2 separate regions of the Mus musculus genome follow, and region 1 is linked to region 2. Evidence: chromatin contacts called from public HiChIP or PLAC-seq data. All regions are on one chromosome and are shown on one strand. Each heading gives the region's core, a stretch centred on a gene start, on an enhancer-like site or on the middle of the called end of the contact. The rest is flanking DNA. Distances are from core to core; before and after follow the strand shown. Region 1 overlaps Phf21a (PHD finger protein 21A). Region 2 holds the start of Dgkz (diacylglycerol kinase zeta).

Evidence for each region. HiChIP or PLAC-seq counts read pairs in DNA pulled down with a chosen protein or histone mark.
Region 1: a FOXA1 HiChIP or PLAC-seq map of pancreatic cancer cells shows a contact between it and region 2. The contact joins the enhancer-like site here to the promoter of Dgkz in region 2. A contact is called at or near these places in 2 of 484 Hi-C or Micro-C datasets (B cells and memory CD8 T cells) and 4 of 115 datasets of contacts at active chromatin or transcription factors (embryonic stem cells, extraembryonic endoderm stem cells, pancreatic cancer cells and 1 more).

What each region holds. Positions count from the first base shown.
Region 1 is chr2:92,200,001-92,207,304 of GRCm38.p6, reverse strand. All of the region lies in intron 1 of Phf21a (PHD finger protein 21A), which reads right to left. Among named protein-coding and RNA genes, the nearest start is that of Mir1955, 12 kb to the right of the region's middle. Within about 2 kb of position 4,819, at least 42 of the 459 cell types and tissues checked have an H3K27ac peak or open chromatin away from gene starts, as enhancers often do. A contact at or near this core is called in B cells, embryonic stem cells, extraembryonic endoderm stem cells and 2 more, where this site is marked.
Region 2 is chr2:91,947,677-91,954,839 of GRCm38.p6, reverse strand. It overlaps Dgkz (diacylglycerol kinase zeta), which reads left to right and starts at 4,492. Exons shown (of 32, transcript NM_001166597.1): 1 at 4,492-4,619.

The sequences.
Region 1 (7,304 bases), core at 3,570-6,069, 250 kb before region 2:
GAAATCCAGACAACTAACTAAAAATCCACAAAAGATAAAGGAAGACAAAATACAGCCTACACTCCAGACTCACTACTTTCAATCTTAGAACTACATCTTTCATTAAGCTATAAATACATGAATGAAAGTCATAAGAATCCCAAATTCACAGGAAGGTGTAGTGGACAGTGGTTACTTCTTGACCAATGGCTGCAGTCTTTAAGCATCACAGCAGTGCACAGCAAAGTCAATATGCTTGCAAAGTATCCAACTGGCTGATGCCTGAGATGGAGAGGCCAGAGAGCAAGGGAGGAAATCTTCTCAGTACAGTATAGTGATGATGATGGCGATGGCCATGACTTACAAACTTCTCCTACAATATACACAAAACTTGTTTAAGTCGCTTGTTTTGTGGTAGAAGAAATGAACAGAAATAGGCCTTGCTTCATCATATTATAAAGTAGAAAAATCATCAAAAGTTTCTACAGCTCTAAGCTATAAATGTTTTGAGTCTAATCACGGTGAAAACTTAATTACAGATCAGACTCAGTAATTCATTCCATATCCCAAGACAACTCAAACTCAGTCTTAACAGTCAGTTAACCTCAAGACCAAAGCTCCTGCCATCATCAACAAAAACAACAAAGGTATCTACAAGGCATTATAAAAGAGCCTGGGCTTATCTTGGTGTACAGGGACTTAAGCTAGTGCCTCCTATTAACACTAATGGGAGTTTGGAGCACAGACCATCAGCACTAAGGAGGAGGGGGAAGGCCCAGCTCTACATCAGAGAGGCCCTGCAAGCACACTAACTGCAACTCCTGGGAGTTCTGATCTCAGAATTGGGGCAAGAGACCCAAATTCCTGTCTCTGAAGCACAACTACAATTCAAATAAAAGCCACTAAGGAAGGTCACTTGGTAAACACCAGACTTAGAAAGAAAGGGAAGGAGGAAGGGAGGGAAGGAAGTAAGGAAGGAGGGAGGGAGGGAGAGTAAGAGGGGGGTACATTTAAAGAAAAATTAATTGTTTTTTAATTAAAGCACAATAAACTCAAATACAGTGAGAAGCTTATCCAAAGAAACATGCACACAACACAAAAACTCCTCCCTGGTACACTACAACCCTGTTTTTAAACATGGAGAAACCCTGCAGTCCTGACAGCCAAGAAAACCAGAACTTCCCAGACAAACAGATAATGATCCCAAGCTGCCACTGACAGCCAAACAATCTAAATAAAACACCAGCTCCTTAACCTTACTGTGAGCTGCCATACTTCCCTTAGATGCAGGACTGCTGGCCTAACCAGGCTAGAAGATGAGCAGGTAACTTCAGGCTCTGGAAATTCTCCCCCTCCTCTCCCTCTCCCCCTCTCCCCCTTCTCTCCCTTCTCTTTGCAAACACAGGCACAAAGGCAATGATGCTCTTTGAGCTGATGAGGTTTTAGAAAGGCAAGTTTGGTGTGGCATAGGAAACTAAGAGCAGGCCTTGTTGAAGTAATGACAGAAAAAAAAAGAAAAAGAAGGCTTTCCCAAATCCAATTCAAAGATTAAAACAATGGACATTTATTTTAGCTAACAGGCAGTGGCAACAATTCACTTTCTTAAAAAGAGTTATTAAAATCTTCCCCGTGCACGTCTCAAAAGAAACTCAGGACCTTTCCACCTACTAAGTTGACGACATACACAGAGCCCTTACTCAGGCCTAAAGACTAAATCTGATTCCTGTACAATTTACATCTAAAAACCCTGTGTGGTCAACATATCGATTCTTGACCATCACTGCTGTACTAGTGAGCATCTATCTTCTCTGTACTCTCAGATGTGCTGATGAGAAATTGAAACATTACAATACGCTAGGACTCCTAACTTTTCAAATAAAACCACCAAGAAACAGAAGTGTGAAACATACAGCCTCCATCCTGCTAAGCAGTCCTAAAACTTGAAAGTGAAAGCAATACAGACCGCAAAAGAAGTTGTTTGCTTGATGGTAATGCTAGCCTTTAAAATCAAAAATATGTTCTGTTACAGAAGACTGAAATAAGGGCTTCCATTAACCTTGTTTAAAAAAAAAAAAATCCCATGAGCATAGATTTTTTTCCCTAAGTCTCTTCATCAGAGCAGCATGGGGTCCCATTAGGCACCCTATTTTACTTCCACCTTATAAATAACGTTAGCTGTTCACTATTTCCATGGAAACCAAGTACAGTGGAACCCACTTAAATGAATACCGGTTAAAGGAATAGTTTTATTTGAGAAGGTTTTTGCTGCTCTAGATGAACTCTACTGGGGAATACTACAAAGTCTCCTTAAGTATAATTTTTAAAAGTATATCTTTGGTGTAGAGGGAGCTTATTAAAGGTCCTGTTAAGCAAGTACACTCCTTGCACTAAACTAAATATGCCAAACAACATCATAACATTAAAGATGCATTTCCCATGCACTGCATGGGGGTTTGAATGCACAACTTGCACTGACTAGACTTCTTCATGCATTGGGGTGGAATAATTACCCCTCTGGGTCTAATTTAAACTAATAAAACAAGAAATTCAGTAAGGCTAGCATCACCTTTACTGACTAGTAATAAATGGGTCCCACACTGCAGGTACACGTGCAACTTACTGCCCTAGAGAAGAGCAGACAGGGGGCAGAAAACTAAGCTCTCCTCATCACTGGTACCTGGTTTAAGATCAACAAACAGTCCAAATTCCTGGCTCAGCAAAGTACTCTACAAGTTACAACAGGAATGCTTAACACACAATCAGTCTGAATACAAAGAGAATACTCATAAGGAAGTGTATGCGACAGGGTGATTTACAACTCTGTCATACAGTTTCCTGCGCTAAAATTCTAAAAATGATGATTATAGGTGTCAAATATAAAAAGTTACAGCCAAATGTACACAAAATAAGGTACAACCTATAAGAGTAAATTTAAAAGTAATTATCAGACTTTCTAAAGTTCTGGAGATGTAGCTCAGTTGGTAAAGTGCTTGCTCAGCATGTGGAAGACCTGGTTCAAGGCCAGCACCACATGAGCTGGCATAATGGTACATGCCTAACAACCCCAACACTCAGGATGTGGAGGCAAGATCACAAGTTGTAGGGTCTGGTGATGCACACATTTAATCCCAGCACTCTGGAGGCAGAAGCAGGCTGGCCTCGAACTCAGAAATCCACCTGCCTCTGCCTCCCGAGTGCTGGGATAAAAGGTGTGCGCGCCACCACACCCGGCTTCAACATAAAATTTTAAAGGGTTTTGAACAACTGCTGAGCAGGGTAGCACATATCTTTAATCCCAGCACATGGAAAGCAGAAGCAGGTGCATCTTTTTAATTCAAGGCCTGCCTGGTCTATATTTATAGTGAATTCCAGGACAGCCAGTACTACACATAGAGATGGAGAGAGAGAGAGAGAGAGAGAGAGAGAGAGAGAGAGAGAGAGAGAGAGAGAGAGAGAAAGAGAGAGAGAGAGAGAGAGAGAGAGAGAGAGAGAGAGAGAGAGAGAGAGAGAGAGATTAAAAAAAACATGTCTTCATGTATATCTCAAAGAATAAACTACCTATTTTTAAGACCCTGGTATAGTCCTTAAAAGCTACTGAATTTATACCCAACATAATCATTAATTTAAGTAACCACAATTAATTTTCAAATTTTAGAAGTTACAGTGATGGTTCAGAGGCTAAGAACACTGGCTGCTCTTCCAGAGGGCCGGGGTTCGATTCCCAGACTCACAGGGTAGCTCACAGCCATCTGCAACTCCAATTCCAGAGAATCCAATCCTCTTTTCTGACCTACTCAGGTACGAGGCACACAAATGGTACACAGACATACATATAGACAAAACACTCATAAATATAAAATAATAAAATTAAATTTCCAAATTTTACATTTCCAAGTGAACAATATAGTTAACAATTCAATACGGGTTGTGTTGGCACATGCCTTCAATCTCAGCACTTGAGAGGTAGAGGCAGGCAGATCTCAGTGAATTTGAGGCCAACCTGGTCTCCAGAGAGTATTCCAGGACAGCCATGGATACACAGATAAACTCTGTTTCAAAAACAAAAAACTACCAGCTGGTATTTGGCAATTATCAACTAATGAACCATACATTACCGATATATACTAATAAGACAACATAAACCTATTTTGCATTTTACAAACCCAAACAATTCTAATTTCTATATTAATAAGTTAAAAAACTTGTAAAAGCAGTAATATAAAATATCTCTTTTCTTCTGTTAGGTCCCTACCACTACAGAGAGATCTAATTCATTAAAGTCTTAGTTTTATTAGTGGCAAGCCTGACATCTCTACTTCACCCTCTACCAAAAATACAGCAATTTCTGAGGTAAAAGGTCTTTTGTTTTTGCTTTGGGCTTGGGTTGGTTGGCTTGTTGACACAGACAGGGTCTCTGCATTAGATAGCCCTGGCTGTCCTGGAATGCTCTATGTAAACCAGGCTGGCCTCTTAACTCAGAGCTCTCCTGCCTCTGCCTCTCAAAGGCATGTGTCCACACCCTGCTTTCAGAGCTTTTTTTAGTCTTCCCCTTTGTTCAGACTTAGAACGGTTCACCGATATTCTGCTACTTTGCCAGTAATTTTAAGTTACTTATCCAAAGCCCAGCTGAGGTCCTGAAATTGGGGAATGGAGTTTCACAAACTGCTAAAGTTTTAAGGTTGTGATAATGGCTCTTTACTTTAAAACTACCAATTACAACAGTATTCTGTGTTCAGAAGAAACAGAAATAAAAATGATGTCTGTGGAGGAGTGGTATGCAATACAGGGGTGGGGGTGGGGAAGGCAGGGTGTGTGCAAAGACAACGGAAGCCAAGAGGAAGCAGGTAGAGAAGAGGGCACAGAAACACTGTGTAAGCGATGTATGAAGGCAACCAAACACCACCTTGCTACACATAGGTATTGGACAGGTTCTGGGATGGCCAGAGCAGGTGCTCACCCAAGATAGATTGGCACCAATCTCTACAAATTAAGCAGGGAAAAACTTCTGAAAACATCAACCACAACCAATACAGAATCTAGATCTAATCTGTATATTTATTAAAATGAAACTCACTTCTAAAATATCCCAATTTTCACTCAACCATGCAAAACAACTTCCATACATCCTGCATGTGGCTGATGTAAAGAAAACATACTGAGGCTGGGGTTGTAGCACAATGGGAGAGCATTAGCTTAGCATGTATGAGGCCTGAGTTTTGTCTTAACAGAAGCAAACCACCACCTGATATGCTTCAGTGGGCGAGCACTTACCTAGGAGCTACCATACCTAGGTGCTAGCCCATCCACCTCTCCCAAACCAAACAGGGCTCATGAGATGACTCAGAGAGAAAGGGCCTTTGCTACCAGGCCTGGAAATCTGAGTTCAATCCCCAGAACGCACATGGTAGAAAAAAAAAGTGATTCCCCAAACTCTCTTCTGACTGCCACAAGGCATGAAAGCATGCACACACACACACACATATGGACATATGCATACACACACATACTAAATAAAAATTTTTAAAAATTACTTTATGCTAATTTTAAAGCTAAAACTTTTTAATAAATATAATATAAAATTTTTTATTTACTATTTATGTACTCTAAAATGATGCTTTTTTTAATAAAAGAAACTATATACCCTCTATAATACTGCTGAATTTTTAAAATACCTGTTGGGCAAAAGTATAGCACTTTGTTAGAACAAACTTGGAATTTTAATTCAGAAATAAAAACAATGTTTTTGGAATAGAGACAAAATAAACTATAGTAAACACTCTGACTCACCCATCAGGCCTTCATCAGATGGTACAGCTGGTTAGTGAGAACAAAGCAGTAATGGATGCTGTTAGGTTACTGTAACTCAAATGCTTGCATGGAGAACATACTAGTATTCAGGTGTCTGTGTAAGCTATTACAGATATTATATATATATATATTACACACTTGATGAATCCCTGAGGGTTAAACATCACAAATGTTTCAGATACAAATCAGAAGTCAATTAAATAAAAATGTTACATACTTAATCTTTCCCCCTTCTTCAATTACTAGGAGGATGGGTGGGTAGGGGAGTGGGGGGGTGGGTATGGGGGACTTTTGGGATAGCATTGGAAATGTAAATGAGGAAGATACCTAATAAAAAATTTAAAAAAAATTACTAGGAGGAGATGGGAGAAGAAGAAAGGCATACAGACATGTTAATAATATAGTAAAATCTCAATTCTCTACCAAAATATACAAACTCTTATTTCAGAGATCACTGTAGTTTTTTTGATGATCAACCTGTGCCAGGCCTGTTGCTAGGTTAGGCACAGGTAGCTTATGACAGTTGTATAAAGAGAAGGAATAACAAGTAATGTAAGACCAGATACCACGTGAAAGGGATCTCACAAAGGCAAATAGGAAAGCAAATAGACCATGGCTGTCGCTCCTAGAAAGCACTGTGTAGCCTTCACACCGCTGGGGCTCCACAGCTGTACCTGTCAGGTCCTACCCCTGAGCCTACATTAAGGGCAGAATACATAACTGGCCAACTTCGACAGACTGCCTGGCTGATTAGCACCTTGAAATAGACTACTCTTGACTTGATGCTAAGTGATGCTGAGGGGCCACTATAAACTCCATCATGAGCTTGCTGCTGGTCTCTGGTTGCTAGGGGCAGAGGAGAAGCTTATAGCACTACCAGTTTTAATAAAATACCCCGAAATATTTTTAAAAGATTAAGTTAAAATTAACATATTCTCATGTATTTTCTATTTTTCCCAGGAATATTCCTTAATAAGAACTCATTAGATAAACTTTTTTATGATGTATCCTTTTTTTCAAAAGAGTGGGTTTTTTGGGGGGGGGGGTGACTCCTGTTTCTTAGTTAAACTGCTGCATAATTACACTGTTCCCATGAACTTTTAGCTAGACTGTAGCAATAAGAATAATTCATCTTGTTTACTGAGTATCCTGAGATACCCTCATTGACTCTTCATATAAATCCTAGGGGAGACAGTTATTACTACTCCTGTACCATACACAAAGAAACTTGTCCACCTGACCAGTACAATAGTCTGTTTGTGGCATGCACCAGATACATCTTTATGAAAGACAGTTTAAACTGTCAATCCAAAATTGCACATTCAACTTTTAAGTGGTTGTGCTGAAATTCCAACAGGGCAAGCCACAAAGCCCAGGTTCTTTCCCAATGGGTCACTGACATCTGTCTCCACTGTGACACAGGAGGAGAGGGGAGCAGAAGGCAACAGTGGAGTACTACTTGGTGCTCACTAACCCTGCCTAGTTCACAGTCCACTTACTTCTTATTCAAAATAATC
Region 2 (7,163 bases), core at 3,243-5,742:
AAGGTGCTTGCTGCCAAGTCGATAACTTGAGTTTGATCCCCAGAATTTACATGGTAGAAGGAGAGAACCAACTCCTGAAAGCTGTCCTCCAACCTTGACATGTGCATTAGGGCATGGTGCTATATGTGTACCCACACATTCATGTGAGGGTTCATGTATGCATGCACGTACACAAAATAAATGCTAAAATTTTTTTTTCACCCGGGCGTGGTGGCGCACGCCTTTAATCCCAGCACTCAGGAGGCAGAGGCAGGCGGATTTCTGAGTTCCAGGACAGCCAGGGCTACACAGAGAAACCCTGTCTCGAAAAAAACAAACAAACAAACAAAAAAGTTTTTTTTTCCAAAGGAAGAAAATAGGAGGGAAAGCTGTTGGCTGTCAGGCCCAGGACTTTCTCAGTTGTCAGTGGGAACAGACATGTAGAAGTAAGTATTCCCAAAGAATTCTGGGTAGCAGCGGACTGAGGGGAGCTCTAAAAGAACCAGTTGGCCATTCATTACTAGCAGGAGTAGACTCTGAGGTGGGCCCAGACATGAAGGAAGAAGCTGGGGACCCTTGGTCAAGGAGCTCAGCTAGGGCCCTGGATCAGTAGCCCAGGCTTTTGCAGCTCCTCCTGCAGGGCTGTTTTATACAGAGAGTGTGGAGTATGCAATGACCCCAAGCCGAAGGGGCCTCCAGGTGCCACTCACCAAGCTCCCAGAGAGGAAGATGGCCACTAAAACAAAAGCTGTTGTTGTGCCCAAACAAAGAGAAGTGGCCTGGGCCTGTGGCCAGCCCTTGGCGGGGTACCCAGGAGGAAGCACTTCCCATCCCTGAAGACTCTAACCCCTCCCCCACGGAATTCCCTGTTCCTTCCTCCTGAGCTGACCCCGAAGTAAACATAGCTCCTGCCAGCCCTGGGCTGGACATACCACACCCACACATGCTCAGCAGGCCCCAGCCTCCAGGAGCTGGCTGCCTGGTGGAAGATCTGAGAGAGAGGTATCCAGGGTTTCAGCGGTTGAAGCCCCAGATGGGTGGTCATCTGGAGTTGGTGGTTGTCTGGGCAGCTGTGAGCAGGTAGACTCTAGGTAACAAGTGAGGAGGGGAGAGGAAGCCCTTGTTCTGGGCAGAAGGTTGTCAGGTGGAGAGGCACAGCACTGAAATGTGGCTCCATTATAGTGTAGGGTTACACCTAGGGAGTTAGTGCCAGTGTAGAATCTACATCTGCCAGGCTGTGAGAATTCCCTCTCAATCCATGGGTCTCTTAAGTGACCTGGTACTGCAGGTCGCTGTGGACAAAGCAATTTTCATAGGAATTGTTTCTGATGTGTGTCTGTTCACTGTGCTGCCATCTGTAGAGGCGGAGATAGGAACATTAGCAGCGAGCAGAGCCCCTACTATATACTAATGTTTCTTTAGGAGAAAAAAAAAAGTTGAGAGGATTGGACTGAGGAGATAGCTCAGTTAGTAGAATGCTCACCTAACATTTCCAAAGCCTGGGATTTATCCACACTGCTCCATAAACCAAGTGTAGTGGGCAGCTCCAACCCTAGCACTCAGAAGGTGGACAGTCTGGGCTGTGTGAGACCATCTGAGAGAGACAGACAGACACAGAGATACAGGGACACTGAGGAGGCTAAGACAGGAGAATAGCAGCAGTGAGCACGGGCATGTGTGTGTGTGTGTGTGAGATGAAATGGAGTTTACCTTTTTTTTTTTTTTTTTTTTTTTTGGTTTTTCGAGACAGGGTTTCTCTGTGTAGTCCTGGCTGTCCTGGAGCTCACTTTGTAGACCAGGCTGGCCTCGAACTCAGAAATCCTCCTGCCTCTGCCTCCCAAGTGCTGGGATTAAAGGTGTGCGCCACCGCTGCCTGGCTAGCTTACCTATTTTTGCTGCTAGCCCAACTGTAATGTGCTAAGCTTAGCTAAGGCAAGCTGTGTGCTCCATGATTACTCCCTTCTTCTTTATTCCCTCCCCTTCCCTTTTCTTTTGATGGGGTTTCTACATATGAACTCACTATGTAGACAGGGTCAGCCTCAAACTCCCAGAGATCCGCCAGCCTTTGTCTCCTGAGTGCTAGGATTAAAGACATTGGCCACTACCTCAGGCCTGCCAGTGGCACCTTTCCTACTGAGCAGCTGATAGACAAACTCAGACTCCAGGTGTCTGGCATACATTTTCCCAAATATGAATGAGATGAGCCTGACACTTCAAAAACAGTATCAATATTTGTTTCCAACAAGAAATTTGAGTTTGAGCAGAACTCAGAGTTTTGGAAACTTTGTATCTCCCTTGTGATGGAGAGAGTAGCTTTCCCAGACAGGAAACTGTTAAGAGCAGTAGAGACCAAAGGTGATGATGTTTTGATGTTTTGTGAGGAAATGTATCAACCTTTGGAAAAATCAGTATAGCTTAGTACCACAGTGGTCTACACTGGCTTACACTTGTTGTTACAAAATGCAAGATAGCCCTGTAACAGGGCAAGCCTATGTCCCTAGCTGTTGAAAGAGGCCAAGGTAGGTGTTCACGTGAACTCAGGAGTTCCAGACTAGCCTGAACTACTTAAAAATAGCCCACCCCATACCCCCCGAAAGAAAATCATAACCTTGCAAGGTAGAACTTCATGTTTATTGGTAGGGTTTGGCACCTTGTACTGACCTTAGAATTAAGCCTTGTCAGCCTGCCCTGGTGCACACTAGTTTAATCCCAGCAGAGGCAGAGGCAGAGGCAGAGGCAGAGGCAGGCAGATCTTTGAGATAGTTTGAGGCTAGCCTCATAGTGAGTTCCAAGACAGCCAGGGCTACATATACATAGAAACCCTGCCTCAAAAGAAAGAAAGAAAAACAGAGAAAGAACACTGGTCGTGTTTTCTCGTGATGGCATAGAATAGCCGTAGTTATCTGGAAACCTGGTGAACTGTCCTTCCTTCCCTGACTTCACACACAGTGAGGCTCGCTCCTTCATGCTCCTCCACCAGGGCAGCCTGGTGTCTTGTGCAGGGACTTTACTTCGCAGGAACCAGCTGCTGCTAGAAAACCAGATATTAGGTTTGCAAAAGCATAAACTATGCCAGCATGATGGCTCAGCAGGTAAAGGCACTTGCCTCCAAGTTGGACTGTTGAATTTGATCACCAGGCTTCACATGTAGTCGGTGGCACTGGCACACATAGGACAAACAATAATGTTTTTAAGTTAAACAGTGTCTTTTTACTGATTTTGTTGTGTTTTATGCAATATTGTTCTCCCTCCCTCTCTGCCTTGCCTTCCCTTCCCTTCCCTTCCCTTCCCTTCCCTTCCCTTCCCTTCCCTTCCCTTCCCTTCCCTTCCCTTCCCTTCCCTTCCCTTCCCTTTCCCCTAGACAGGGTTTCTCTGTGTAGCCCTGGCTGGCCTAGAACTCACTATGTAGACTAGGTTAGCCTTGAACTCAGAGATCCACCTACCTCTGCCTCCTGAAAGATTAATGCTCTTAAATTTAGATTCTATTTGGTTAAGTCTTAGTGCCTATCACCTGCTCCCCAGACAAAATCCTTCTAGGAGTTTTAGAAATTATTATTTCTGGCTGGGTGCTGGTGGCGCACGCCTTTAATCCCAGCACTTGGGAGGCAGAGGCAGGCGGATTTCTGAGTTCAAGGCCAGCCTGGTCTACAGAGTGAGTTCCAGGACAGCCAGGGCTACACAGAGAAATCCTGTCTCGAAAAACCAAAAAAAAAAAAAAAGAAAAAGAAATTATTTCTGAAAAATGGGAAGTGCTTCTGGATTCGGGTGGGAACATGAGCGTAGGGGTTGGGAGGGGTTGGCAGGTGTCACACCGGCTGATCTCTCCTAAACATTCTTCTACTGGCCTGAACCCAGGCAGCTCAGCAAGGCCCCTGACCCCCTTGACAGGACCAGAAGAGCCAGGCTCTGGAGTCTTGGCTCAGCTACTCCTAAGACAGGAGTCACAGCTCCCAAGAGCCTCAGGTGCACCATCTGTTCAGCAGGGACAGTGCCTCCCGCACAGGGGAATTACCAGCCTCTTGGCTAATAATGTTGGTGAGAAAAGGCTGTCTAAGTTGTGAAACACTCAATAGATAATTATTTTTGTGGTTGTTTTGTCTGGAACCAGCGTGGTTAGCTGGCTAAGACCCTGTAAAACCTGTCCCATGGACATAGGAGGACAGTAAGCAATTGTCTCCTTTTCCTTAAAAGGGGGGCCCACTCCTGCCCTCCTATATACCCCATCTCCCCTGTGCAGACACTGTGTGGGCTGGCCTGTTACTGAAGGAAAGAGTGTATTGATGGCTGTCACTCGGCCTGGCTTGGGACGACGTGGGAGAGAGGTGCCAGGAGGCCAGGCTCCTGTGCTTAGCGTGTGCACCGCCCACCCTCCCACCCACCGCCTGCTGCCTGCCTGCTATAGGGCCAGGAGCCACCACTGGGAGAGGAAGTGCAGTCGGTTACCAATTGGGCTATTTTCATAACGGTTGTTGTCTCCGGCTTGGGGGAGGAGGGTGGTGAGGGGGAGGGGGCAGCGGAGCCACTGCAGCTAGCTGTCCAAACTAGGACTTGCTCTGCAGAGGCCGGCAATCCCAGCAAACTGGAGCAAGAGCAGAGGCGCCTGGGACCCCAGTCCCCACCTGCTTGTCCTTCCAGATCAGGTCAAAAGGGGGGGGGGTCCTCACTCTTCCTTAACTCCTGCTCCCTTCTGTGACTGGGTGGATCTGGGGAGGGTAGATCAGGGCAGGCCCAGGCACCACCATCTCCAGATAAGGGCTTCCCTGCCAGCCCCCCCTCGGTCTGATGGAAAGGAGCTGGGCCTGCTGGGCCCCCCACGCCTGGGCAGGCCCTGAAAGAAATACTTGGCTCTCATTTAGCTCTCTTACCCTTCAGCCCTGGCCCACCCATTTACCTGCATGTTGTCCTTGTGTTTGGAGCAGAATCTCTTTAGTGAGGAGACCTGGTAAAGTCCGCACCCTGCCTGATCAGCCCAGGCCAGCCTAGACGAGCTGGCTGCCTTCCCAGATTTCCTCTCTTCCCCCTGACCCCTGGGGCTGTGGGAGCCGAGCAGCCAGGGCTGGCTTCTGGCAAGCAGTCCCTCCGACCAGGCAGGCCTTCATTCTGGGACTGGTAGAGAACAGGTGCCCTACCCAGGCCAGCCTTCATGGAGCAGAGGCCTTCCCATGGCGTGAAGTAGCTACTGTGGCAAGACCCAACTGGTGTCCTGTGCAGGTCCCTCTGGAGGCTGAGGGGTCCCGGAGGACCCGCCTCATGCCAGGTGCAGAGGGCATTCCTCAGGAACAGACGCCCGGGTGGCATGGCTGTATGGCTTTCTTCCTCATGTGGTGAGCGGTGGCCACCCTGGGCACTCCTGCTTCCTTTTCTGGGTTCCCACCCCCGCTGTGGGCAGAAACAAACCTCAGGAGGTGGCACGACCATAGGCCCTGCGGTTCTACCGTGTCCTAGGTCTGCCAGGTAGCATCAGGTGCTTTCTGTGCATCCTTGCAGAGTGACCCTCATGCTGGCCTGTGGTGGTTGGACCCACCTTGCACATGGAAAAGTAGATGGGTGGCTAGTTGATCTGCTGAGGGTGTGTAGTGTACATGCTAGGTTCCTAAGTGCTTGCTTGCTTACTTACTTATTTATTTACAAACATGTCTCATGTAGCCCAGGCTGACATTGAACTTGTATCCTTCAAGATGGTCTTGCCTCCTGCCTCTGCCTCCCAAGTGCTGGGGATTACAGGGTCACACCACTATACCAGGTTTTTCCTAGTAGCCAGCATCAAATGTGAGGTGGTTTGGCTAGGGGCCAGCGGCCCTTCCTAGCAGGTGGTTGAGGAAGCATGTGGCTTGCTCATGCCGTCCCCCCATCTCCCATACGCCCTGCCCTCATCAGGCTCTCAGAGGCCAGCTGGAGATTAATGTGGCCCTCTGAGACATTTTTATATTGTCCTCCTTGAGTATGGCTGGGTGCCCCAGACAAGCCCAGGAAGCCTAGGAGGCAGCCATTTTGCTGTGCTGTCAGTGTGAGAACCTTCTAGGGCCTCCCCCAAGACAGTGTGGTGTGTGGAGGTGATAAGGGATGGAGTGAGAAGAGGTGACCACTCAAGCGGAACCATGGGAGAACTCCAGACCCAAACAGGGCTTCTTTTGTTTGCCTGCCTTTTAGTTAAGTTAGTTAATTAAGATGGGGGTCTCACTATGTAGCCCTGGCTGTCTTGGAACTTGCTTTGTCAACCAGGTTAGCCTCAAAGTCACAGAGAACCACCTACCTCTGCTTCTGAAGTCCTGGGACTAAGGGAGTGAACTTCCATGCCAAGGTTTTGTTTTGTTTTGTTTTGTTTTTCCTTTTGCATTTCTTTTTAAAACAGTTGTAGCCCAGGCTGGCCTAGAATTCATTATCTAGCCTAGGTTGGCTTCAGACATTCAGCAGTCTTCCTGTCTCAGCTTTCCAAGTGCTGGGATAATGGGCATGAACTGCCATGGAGAAGCAGGATAGGAAGAGATCGGCAGAGATAGGAAGTGAAGAGTCAGGCTATCTCTGGCCAGCAGACCAATGTTTCTATGGAGATGAGCTGAACAGGAAACATGGGACCAGCGGGAGGGGCAGTGGGAACCCAGTGGTGTTTGGGGTGGTAGTGTCCCTCAGGAGAGCTTGCCGGAAGATGTCGACTAGTCGTAACAGTCTTCTTAGGTAAACAGGGAAACTGAGGCCTGTGGCCACAGCCGTAGGCACAGGCTTGGCCTTGTGCACCCTGAGCAGCTGAGGAAGCTTGTTGTCCCGGAGCACCCGGCAGCGTGTGGCTTCTCTAGTTGTGCATGTAAGCTGCCATGTGTCCTAACAAGGGCTGCTTCCTTCTTGTCTGGTCATGCAGGTCTGAGACAGCAGGGAAGGCCCAGCCTTTACCCCTGACCAGAGAGCATAGCACCACCTCCCCCACAGTGACTGTGGCCTTTTGTTTTCTGGGTGACACAAGCTAGCTTCAGGGGTGTGATGCGTCTGGGTGACTAATCTCCTCCAGGCCGGGCAGCTGTCACAGTGGCCCGAGCAGACTGGTGGGGAAAGCTGACACCCTAGGGGAGAGCTGGCACACTAGTGCCCTGGCGGCAGCAGGCAGCTGGGCCTGCAGGTTCCACAGAAAATGGACCCTAACTCAAGTAGCCCACACTGGCTGGCTGTGTGACCTGGGCGTGCTCTTGCTA